Regions from separate parts of the Mus musculus genome. Here regions 2 and 3 are each linked to region 1. The links are chromatin contacts, called in public Hi-C maps. All regions are on one chromosome and are shown on one strand. Each heading gives the region's core, a stretch centred on a gene start, on an enhancer-like site or on the middle of the called end of the contact. The rest is flanking DNA. Distances are from core to core; before and after follow the strand shown. Region 1 overlaps Zfp185 (zinc finger protein 185). Region 2 holds the start of Ubl4a (ubiquitin-like 4A). Region 3 holds the start of Flna (filamin, alpha).

Evidence for each region. A called contact is a pair of places that touch in the nucleus more often than the background predicts.
Region 2: a Hi-C map of CD8 T cells shows a contact between it and region 1, with 7 times the contacts expected there. The contact joins the promoter of Ubl4a here to the enhancer-like site in region 1. A contact is called at or near these places in 6 of 39 promoter capture datasets (the 3T3-L1 cell line, the HPC-7 cell line, hippocampal neurons and 3 more), 2 of 484 Hi-C or Micro-C datasets (CD4 T cells and CD8 T cells) and 1 of 115 datasets of contacts at active chromatin or transcription factors (astrocytes).
Region 3: a contact with region 1 is called in a Hi-C map of uterus, with 5 times the contacts expected there. The contact joins the promoter of Flna here to the enhancer-like site in region 1. A contact is called at or near these places in 3 of 39 promoter capture datasets (cranial neural crest, hippocampal neurons and pre-B cells), 3 of 484 Hi-C or Micro-C datasets (CD8 T cells, cardiomyocytes and uterus), 4 of 115 datasets of contacts at active chromatin or transcription factors (astrocytes, forebrain, large pre-B cells and 1 more) and 1 of 9 other capture datasets (liver).

Annotation. Positions count from the first base shown.
Region 1 is chrX:73,006,471-73,009,980 of GRCm38.p6, reverse strand. The region is part of intron 12 of Zfp185 (zinc finger protein 185); the gene reads right to left. Among named protein-coding and RNA genes, the nearest start is that of Mir2137, 16 kb to the right of the region's middle. Within about 2 kb of position 1,745, at least 324 of the 459 cell types and tissues checked have an H3K27ac peak or open chromatin away from gene starts, as enhancers often do. A contact at or near this core is called in CD8 T cells, the HPC-7 cell line, cardiomyocytes and 5 more, where this site is marked.
Region 2 is chrX:74,366,825-74,370,334 of GRCm38.p6, reverse strand. It overlaps Ubl4a (ubiquitin-like 4A), which reads left to right and starts at 1,787. Exons shown (of 4, transcript NM_145405.2): 1 at 1,787-1,919; 2 at 2,077-2,182; 3 at 2,426-2,634; 4 at 2,749-3,510. The coding sequence starts at 1,872. The coding sequence ends at 2,859. It overlaps Gm44504 (predicted readthrough transcript (NMD candidate), 44504), which reads left to right. Exons shown (of 6, transcript NR_103489.1): 4 at 1,577-1,919; 5 at 2,077-2,182; 6 at 2,749-2,888. Slc10a3 (solute carrier family 10 (sodium/bile acid cotransporter family), member 3) reads left to right here. Exons shown (of 3, transcript NM_145406.2): 3 at 1-1,118. The coding sequence ends at 884.
Region 3 is chrX:74,244,780-74,248,289 of GRCm38.p6, reverse strand. It overlaps Flna (filamin, alpha), which reads left to right and starts at 1,756. Exons shown (of 46, transcript NM_010227.3): 1 at 1,756-2,226. The coding sequence starts at 1,854.

The sequences.
Region 1 (3,510 bases), core at 496-2,995:
ACTAAACTCCTCTGCTGGTTCCAGCTCTGCCAGGAAGTAGTGCTGAGTAAACAGAGGCAAGGTTCTTCAGAAAGAGCCGCTCGGAGGCAGGGCAATATGGGGAAACCCTGGGCCTTGAAGCAGGGCAACTGCAGTTTCAGCTGTAACCTTTATAGGTCATGAAAAAGATATTGGTCAAACCCTCACAGGATGCCTTTCTGTGCACTATAACATCCTGAAGGGAGTATCTTAATTTCTTGCCACTCGGCCTCAGCTACTGCTAAACTGGAGTGGGGAGAGAGAAGGAGGCCCATAGGATGTGATATCTGTTGAATTCTCTGAAGCCTTCACAGACTCTGGTAGCTTAAGGCAACCACTGCCAATTTTTGACCTAACTACATACTGCACAAGAAGACAATGCCACTTTCTACGCAATGTAATCTGCTGCCTGACCACAGTTGCCAGCACTGAGTACATGTCTAACACTCACCTTCGTGTGTCAAATACAAACTAGAAAAAATCCACACTTGCAACACAACAAAGAAGAAAACAATCTAAGTCTTAGATTTAACATGTGATACCAAAACTTTGAAGGAAAAAGGTAAGACGGTGTGCTATCAAATGACTGAATAAACAACAAAAAAAAAAATTGGCAGAACTTTATCTATCTTGAAGGTTTTATAAAGGTAGCATTTGATTACTGAGGCTATGGAGCACTCACAAAAAGGGACCTATCATGACTGCCCTCCGAAGGACCCAACAAGCAGCTGAGTCAGATGCAGATATTTGCACCCAACCAATGGACAGAAGCAGCTGTCCCCTGTTGTTGAATTAGGGAAGGCTGAAAGAAGCTGAGGAGAAGAGCGATCCTGTAGGAGGACCAGCAAGTCTCAATTAATCTGGACCTCCAAGATCTCTCAGACACTGGACCACCAAACAGGCAACATACACCAGCTGATATGAGGCCCCCAACACACATACAGCAGAGAACTTCCAGGTCTGTGTTCATTCAGAGATGATGCACCTAACCCTCAAGAGACTGGAGGCCCCAGGGAGTTTAGAGCTCAGGTGGGGTGGGGTAGAGACATCCACGTGGAGACAGAGTGGGGTGGGGAGGAGGTATGGGATATGGAGCAGTTGGAGGGTGGATGGGGGGAGCAGGGAATGGAACATGGAGTGTAAAAAATAAATTAAAAGTAAAATAAAATAAAATAAAATAAAGAATAAATGTAGCATTTGATAATATTTTGTACACACTCCTCAGTGTCCTGCATGCTTTACATATGTAAACCCATTTAACTCTTTGAACTGTCTATGGTGGAAACTATTTCCATTATTGTTCATGTAAGAGCTGAGTGATCCAAGGGTCCCATAAAGTTACCTTGGGCTTAAATTCAAGCTCAAGAATCCCTGCATTTAGTCCACTTTGCACAATCAAATGAACACTGGGTAAAGCTCCTAAGGCTTCTGACATTTACATTAACTTTGTCACCTGGGTCTGTCCTCAAGCCCATCAACCACTGTTTATCAAAGGAAAGGGGACTATCCTTGGGTTTGGTCACTCCTAAGTAGGCTACTGTAGTCAACCGCCCTCTGACATTACTAGTAGGGGGATGGGTAACGGGAGTGCACTGGCGCAACAGGGACCATTTGTGATCCTCCAGCGCCATCTCGTGGCTGGAGCTAGCACTGCCTCAGGAGGAGCCCCTTAGAAGCTGGTCTCTGGAGCAGCCATTTTGTACTCTCCTTTCATAGCGGGCACCTCAGCCTGAGCTAGCGGCTGCAGGAAATGGCCGCGCGAGTAGGTGTATTCTTACCCTGGAGCTGGCTAGCTTACTCATGCGCATGCGCCCCCTCCCCCCTTCCCTCCCCGCCCCCCCCCCGCAGGAGCGATCCAAATCTGCCTGCGCAACAGAAATCTGCTGCAGTCACGGGTGCATGCGTCCGTATTCGTGGTGCCTGTCTGCGGCAGTCTGACTAGATCTATGCTGACACACTCCTCAGTGTGTGTGTGTTCCCCCAAGTGAACATAAGTTGCTAGAGCAAGGCTTGTCAATATTAATATTAACGTTTTTGTCTGGATAATAATACTGTGTGTGTTGAGAATGAGGCACTAATATCACCTGTCACTATAGGTCGTTTAGCAGCATCCATGATTTTTAGCCTTTAGAAGCCACCCTCGGTTGTGGCAACCCAAAAAATCTTCGGTTACTACTGTATGACGCAAGAGGGTAGGGGTGGGCAGGACAAACCTCTGATTGAGAGCTGCCATCTCCAGTGTATACTGGAGAAGAGAGGAAATTGAAATGCTTAAGAAAAACGCTGGAGACATACCTTCAGGAAATTAAACAAAAATCTCAAGAACTCTTGTTATTAATATTTCCCCAGATGAAGGGCTAGAAAGATGGTTCAGCAGTTAAGAGCAGTGTGTACTCTTTAGAAATCTTAAGTTTTATTACAAGCACCCACATACAGCTAGAAACAATCTCTAACTCTAGTCTCCGAGGATCCACTGTCCTCTCTCTACTGGCCACCACTGACGTGGCAAATGGGTGGTGTGCAAAAACATACATGTGCAGGCAAAACACTTATACATATAATTTTTTTAATTTAAATGGGAAAAAAAACAATCCAAACATAGCCAGTTATTAAACAGTGTCATCAGAAATGTTTGCTTTGATTTTTCAAACGGGTAAATATTAGAGCAATGTTACTATCTGGGCCTGAGCTCTGCAGTAGGGCAGATTTAGAGTTTATTCCTATTTGCTCATCACATGTGTGGACCCAAGTTTTCTCCTCTATCAAATTGCACAATCAGAAATCTTTCTTGGCTTGGGGAATAACACCAGATTAAGTACACCAGCTGGAAGGAGACATTAGCCTTCAAACACATTTCATCAACTAGCTTGCTCAAGTTTCTCAGAAGGTTTCTCCTTGAGGCTGTTCATTAGCTCTCAGCTACCACGGGTATGGTTTTGGATAAATCACTTAACCTGTTTGTTTCCCCATTTACCCATCTCACAGGGTTATTGAGGCAACTGTAAAGTACATAAAAACAACATACTGTAGCTATCATCAGCTATTATTTTCCTCAGTTCTAATCGTTAGTAAAATTTAAAAGAAAAAAAAAGGTGCATAACAAGGCCTGTAGCTTACAGATCCATTTTCCACACCACCTCCCAGCATATGATTTAATGTAAAAGGTGACTGTAGTGTGGTGTTAAAATTCAAATACCTATTCATCTTTAAGTCTATAAACCACAGCCGTTCTTCTTTGGATTAAAACCTGATAAAATTTCATTATATGGAACACGGCCCTGATCCAGTCTCCTCACTCATTAGTCTTCAACTACTCTATGCTTTGGAACATGTTAAATCCTAGGTCCTGATAAGAGATCCTGTCTCACAAAACACGATGTATGGTGCCTAAGGAATGACACTAGAAGTTGATCTCTGGTCTTGACACACATGCGCATACACAAACACACAGACACACATAAACACACACACACACACACACAGGAGCATACC
Region 2 (3,510 bases), core at 538-3,037, 1.4 Mb before region 1:
TGGGCCACTTCTCAGAGAACCCAATACTCTACTTGCTTCTGCCTCTTATCTTTGTCAACAAGTGTTCATTTGGTTGCAAAGTGGAACTTGAAGTTTTGAAGGAGCTCCTACAGAGCCCCCAACCCATGCTGTTGGGCCTCTTGGGCCAGTTTCTGGTCATGCCTTTCTATGCTTTCCTGATGGCCAAAGTCTTCATGCTACCCAAGGCCTTAGCTCTGGGCCTCATCATTACCTGCTCATCACCTGGTGGTGGAGGGAGCTACCTCTTCAGTCTCCTCCTTGGAGGAGATGTCACCCTGGCCATCTCCATGACTTTCATCTCAACAGTAGCTGCCACTGGTTTCCTACCACTCTCATCAGCCATCTACAGCTACCTTCTCAGCATCCATGAAACACTCCACGTGCCCATCTCCAAGATATTGGGGACCCTGCTGTTTATCGCCATCCCCATAGCAGCGGGTGTGGTGATCAAATCTAAGCTCCCCAAGTTCTCTGAACTACTGTTACAGGTCATCAAGCCCTTCAGCTTTATACTTCTCCTGGGTGGCCTGTTCCTGGCCTACCACATGGGGGTCTTCATCCTAGTGGGAGTCAGGTTACCCATTGTACTGGTGGGTTTCACAGTGCCTCTTGTTGGCCTCTTGGTGGGCTACAGCCTGGCCATCTGCCTGAAGCTGCCAGTGGCTCAGCGACGAACAGTCAGCATTGAGGTAGGGGTGCAAAACAGCCTGCTAGCCTTAGCCATGCTACAGCTGTCTCTGCGCCGCCTTCAAGCAGACTATGCCTCTCAGGCCCCTTTCATTGTGGCACTGAGTGGTACCTCCGAGATGTTGGCTTTGGTTATTGGCCAGTTCATCTATAGCATCTTGTTTCCTGTTCCCTGAGCCCTCTGGATCAAGTTTTATAACTTCCAGCCCCCATACTCCTCTCTTCCCACAGTTCTTGTGTACCGTACCAAAGGCCTTTAGTTCTCATGCACTATGCACTCAAGACAAATCCAGGCTTATTTTTTTACTCCTTTTCGCCCCAGCTTTCAGTGCCAAAGAGGCCATGCTGAGTTAGATAGTTGGGTATTGCCCAGAAATATATTTCAATAAAAAAAAACCAAAAAAACAAAAGCAAGCTCGGGTCCCTTCCAGTCTGTCCCTTGGAGCCTGTGGATTGGGGTAAGAAGAGTGTGTCTGGGCGGATATGGGCCAGAACAGTGAACCAGCTTGGTGACCCTGCACAGAACCCACTTTCTCCTCCTCACTCTGTTTTGCACATGGTAGACATGTACCTTTGAGCTGTATCCTCAGATCTACAAAGGCTTTGCTCTAACAGCCCTACCTAACAGGGCAGACCTCTGCACTATAAGGAGTGAAGAGAGCACTACTTCCGAGCTTCAGTCAGGATATTTTTGCAGCCAGACTAGAAAGGAAGTAGAAAGCCATTAAGCTATGACAGGCAGGACTGGACCATTTCTGTATCTGAGAGACACCACCACGTGTTTGCATTGACTTGGTCCACCAGCAGGGTGGGAATTAGCACAGGCCGGGCCTGGAGTGAGGCTGACATTCTGGTCCTTCCTTTCAAGCCACAGCTCCCAGACTAAGCAAGCCTGGCCCCACAGGTACCTCACTTGGATCCCAGTGGGCGGGGCATCCCCACGTCCCCGCGCCATTAAGCCCAGGTGGTGGACTCTACCCAAGGCACGGCCGGGGCAGAAGCGAAGGCCGGGAGGCGGGACTGAAGAATGCGCAGGCGGGAGCCACGAGGCGGGCGCGCCCCTTTCACGGCTTCCGGCGGCGGCGGGCGGTTCCGGGGCGGCGGCGCGCGGCAGGGGACCGTTGGTGTTTGCGTTGGCCGTAGTGGACTGGGCCGTGGACACCATGCAGCTGACCGTGAAGGCGCTCCAGGGCCGGGAATGTAGCCTACAGGTAAAGTCACCCCGCAGGCTGCTGCACTCACTCCTGCCGCTGGGGGCCGAGGGCGGGTGGGGGAGGCCGGGAGAGCTGACCTCAGGAGGGGGTGCGAGGGCTTCACCGCCCAGGGAATTCGGGCTGAGCCCTTGCCTCTCCACCTCGGCCGGATCAGGTGGCGGAGGACGAGCTAGTGTCTACACTGAAGCACCTGGTCTCGGATAAGCTGAATGTCCCTGTGCGCCAGCAACGTCTGCTGTTCAAGGGCAAGGCCCTAGCAGGTAATCAGGGAAAGGAGCCATCCAGGGAGCTTTACAGAAAGCTGGGGGACGGGATGTACAGGCCAGTGTAGTGGATCGGGGCACTGGCTGCCACTGGACCTCAGAAAAGTAGCTGAGCCATCACCACCCCACCACCCCATAGCCAGATGCTGCAGTGCTTCACTCTGGCTGTCTGTGGCAGGATTGCTTCCCAGCCACCTCCACATCAGTGAGGAAGGAACCACACCAATCTCTCTTTGGCAGATGAAAAACGACTGTCAGATTACAACATTGGGCCCAATTCTAAGCTCAACCTAGTTGTTAAGCCTTTGGAGAAGGTGCTACTGGAAGAAGGGTCTGCCCACAGACTGGTCGACTCCCCAGCCACCCCCATCTGGCAGCTGATCTCCAAAGTCCTGGCCCGTCACTTCAGTGTAGCAGATGCCAGCAGGGTCCTGGAACAACTACAGAGGGTGAGAAGAGTAATGCTGGCCCTCCATTCTTAATGTTTCTACCCGTCCCCTACCTAATGCAGCATACGCCTTCCCCACTGGCCTCTCTGAATACACTCGGTCTTCTCTCCTCAGGATTATGACAGGTCCTTGAGCCGCCTAACACTGGATGACATCGAACGTTTGGCCAGCCGCTTTCTACACCCTGAAGTGACTGAGGCTATGGAAAAAGGGTTCTGCAAATAGCATTCTGGGATTGTGGGGAGAAATCCCAGGTCAGGCCACAGCTGCATGTTGCATTAAATGTGTTCTCATGTCGCAGTTTGGCTCATAGTGATAATAATAGCTGGTATGTATCCAGCTCTTGCTAGGTGCTAGGTACTCAAAGTACATGGCCTGAGTTCTCTTCTGCCTCCCACAGCAAAGTTGAGGCTGCACTGTAGAGACACCTAGCAATGGCTTGGGACAGACAGGGTCCAAGTCTAGCCAGCCTATAGAAGTGCCTCTGTAGGAGAAAGAGTGTGCTGTTTTCAGAGATGGGTCTTAGTATTCCCATTTAGCCCACTCAGCATACACCCTCAAAAGACTCCCTCAGGAAACCACTAGTTCCTGTCACCTGCCCTCTGGTGTGTCCCTTGGCAAATCTCTATAGGAGGCCAAGTGTTAGCTATCCAGGGCCCCTCCACTGCTGCAGCCAGTGTGCTCTTGAATAACAAGCAGGTTAAGGGGCTGGAGGATCAGAAAGATACCCCAGCTCCATCATAGTTTGAGTCATGTTTCTATGCCACTTTGGTCCCCAACCAAAGTGAATCTGTCCCATGTTAGGCACTCCTCTGACCTGAATAAGTTTCCTTTCTCCTTTATCAGTTCAAGGTGGGAGTCTTTGCTCTCATCACC
Region 3 (3,510 bases), core at 507-3,006, 1.2 Mb before region 1:
ATATCATAGACAATCTCAAGATGACTATGCTGAAAGGTTCTGCCCATTGTGATCAAAGCCCTATCATAGCCCTACCACAGGCAATGAAGACACTCCAGGCTGTGGGAGAGTCAACCATATTTGGGCATGACATGTTGGTCAACCCAAGGCCTCTTTCAGCCACTGGTCTTTATCTATCTATCTATCTATCTATCTATCTATCTATCTAATTAATTTTATGTGCATAATTTTGCCTGCATTCATGTCTGTGTGAAGGTGTCATATTCCCTGGAGCTAGAGTTACAGACAGTTGTAAGCTTTCATATGGGTGCTGGGAATTGAATCTGGGTCCTCTGAAAGAGCAGCCACTGCTCTTAACCACAGAGCCATCTCTCCAGCCCCGGCGGCCACTGGTCTTAGAATTGAGAAGTAGGGACAGAAGCCTGTCTTTCTGGAAAAACAATTTAACATTCTGGAGAGGCTTGAAGTACAGAGTAAGTAGATGGAAAAGTCTACCACGGGAAAGACATAGGTAAGATGAATCCCCTTAACTAAAGAGGATGGTTGGGAGTATCCCCTACAGTTTTCTTTTTCTGTATCTTCGCTCCTTTCTGTCCCAGCACAGCATCCTCATCACTATCTCCAGAGAATATCTATCATTAAATTAACTTTTAGTGAGTAGCTTCACACTACTTAGGGAACACACTCAGGCTCCTTAGCAAGCCTTGATGTCTGGTGACTCTCCTTTCTTCAGTAATCTGGGACCCTCTCCCTGAGCCCCTCCACATCTCTAGGGTCACAGCAAGGCTTGGGACTGTTCAGCCAGAGAAGACCTCTCCCCCCAGAATTCCTCAGGGCCCAAGGTAGAACAGTGAGTATGGCAGGTACAAGGTGTACAGATCTACATGCATCACAGGGCAGGCAGGCAGGCAGGCAGGCAGGCGCCCTCTGATTGTGTGCATTGGCATACCCTGGACCTTTGGAAAGCTGCTTGATCCTGTAGTGCTGGTGGCCACTTGGCCCAGTGCTGGCCCCATTTCCTCGCGGATGGAACTAGGCAGTAGAGAAGACGACGGTGGGAATGGGCCTGTGCAGGTGTGCAGGCCAGGGTCATGGAGACTGGGAAGACCAAAGGAGATGGGTAGGGAGTGCCAGGGCTCTGTGGGTGTCTATGTTAGGTGATGAGAGCCCTGTCTGACAGCATACAAAGAGCTCTCAGCAGCGTTAGGCGCTCTGGAAGGGTTCGCTCACAGGATTGCTTTACTCTGCTGTGGATCACACTGTGGCTGAGAACCCTAAGCTCGGGAAGAATAGAGAATGTAGAAGAGGGTACAGGGTCAGGGCGGAGCCCAAGTGATACCGGGACATTATTCGCTCCGCCTTCTGCAGGGACCTTGGGGAAAGAAAGTCCCTTGTAAGGGTGTGCCTGCTGGAGCTGAGCAATTCTGTGACAGAATTGCTCAAGCGTTCCTAGATCTGGGGTCCGTTTCCTGTAGTACTGTAGCGGATGTTGCCAGACCTTTTTGTGCTCTTTGGGGCTCAAAGACCCTTTCTGAAGCAGCGGGGCTGAGTTGCTTTTGGCGGAGTGCAGAGGCAGCTTCGGGGGATGGGGGCGGGGGGCGTTGTGGGGCATTCCAACGGGAGGGGCGAGGTGGGGCGGGCGCGGCCCAGAAGCCCCACCCAGAGGCTCCGCCCCCAAGGAAACTTTGCCTCTGGCTCCGCCTTTCGCATACATTTAAAGGGCTCGCTCTTTCCGCAGTGCAACCTCTGTTCTGTGCCTCGTCGTTCATGCTCGGAGGTGCCTACTGCTTTAATTAAAGGGCCGTCCCATCGGCGAAGCTGCAGCACCGCCCCTCCGTTCCTCGCGCCTCAAAATGAGTAGCTCTCACTCCCGCTGTGGCCAGAGTGCGGCGGTTGCGTCTCCGGGAGGCAGTATCGATTCACGGGACGCGGAGATGCCGGCTACCGAAAAAGACCTAGCAGAAGATGCACCGTGGAAGAAAATTCAGCAGAACACATTCACCCGCTGGTGCAATGAGCACCTTAAGTGCGTAAGCAAGCGCATCGCCAATCTGCAGACGGACCTGAGCGATGGGTTGCGGCTCATCGCGCTGCTCGAGGTACTCAGCCAGAAGAAAATGCACCGCAAGCACAACCAAAGACCCACTTTCCGCCAGATGCAGCTCGAAAATGTGTCGGTGGCGCTTGAATTCCTGGACCGTGAGAGCATCAAGCTCGTGTCCATAGGTGAGGGCACGGGCTACACTGGGGCGCTGAGTGGGTGCGGGCGTGGTCGCAACAAATTCTTCCTTTCTTCTCCTCTAGAGTCTCTCCTAGTTGTCTTCCCTAGCTGCTGCACACAACCAAGGCTACCACTAGGCCCCTTAGCCGCCTTGTTCTTTGAGGTCCTCGAGAACAAAAGGCTGGCCTGGCGAGCATGCGAACCGCTACGCGCCCCCGCCCGCAGCGCCTTGCTGGCCTGCTCCCAGGCTGAGCTCACATCCTCTGTAGGCCGCGCCCCCAACGCTGCACCCGAGGTGGGACAGGCACAGACTAGGCTTCTGCCTCTGAGAGCCGCACCCCATCCCTGGGATACCCATGCTTTCCACCTACAACAATTTTAAAAGTACCCTTCTAGCATTTGGCTGCCTCTGCAGTTCTAAAGTGAAGGTTGTAGCTTGTTCTCCTATTTATGTAGGACTCCCTCAACTTCTTGCCCTGGAACATGCTTCCCCATTGGAGATAGTTCAAATCCCCAGTTTCTTTCTTTCTTTCTTTCTTTTTTTGCTGAACTTGGAGGGGGGCAAAGAGATATACTGCTGGCAAAACTGTACTCCAGGTGTAATGAGTGTGGTTGACTAAAGGCACGAGCACTTGGTTGTTAGCTTTGCTGTCTATCATGGATCAAATTCTTGTTTCATTGTAAACCTTGGTTTTGTACATCTAGAATGCAGAGATTGGTTGAAAGGTGCTCCAATGTGCACAGGGTTTACTGCTAGTCCAGTTCCCAAGTCTTTGAACTGGAGAGGTTGGCATTGGTATTGTCTCTTGCAGGATCCCATGCTTTTCTCAAAGTAGGGGCTGCTCATGGACAGGCACCAGAATTGTTATCTTGGGAATGTGGAACAGGGAGAGTAGAAGAGTGGACCTTTACTCCATAATACAAAGGGTTTTCTATTATCCTTACAACTTTGGAATGGTACATGCTAGTTAAAACAGCGAGGGACCAAGGCCCTTCAGAGAGCAGATTTTAAGTGCTGAGTTTTTTTTTTTTTTTAAATGCTCATAGAGGTGTGCCAGTGGATGTATGAAAACTCACCCCTAGTCCCAGCCTCAGTCTAGCCAGCTGAGTCATTTCTAAGTCTTGGAAGGGGGCAACCGGATGTGGGGAGGCAGGCCACACCCCAGCTCTTTAGGGGGGGTCTCCTCCCTCCTTCTTTCTCCCCTCCTTCTTGTGAGCTGGCTGGAGCAGGCCTAGTTCCCAGAGCTTTGCCATATAAGGCAAAAAAATGTTGGAAAGCAGCAGTGATT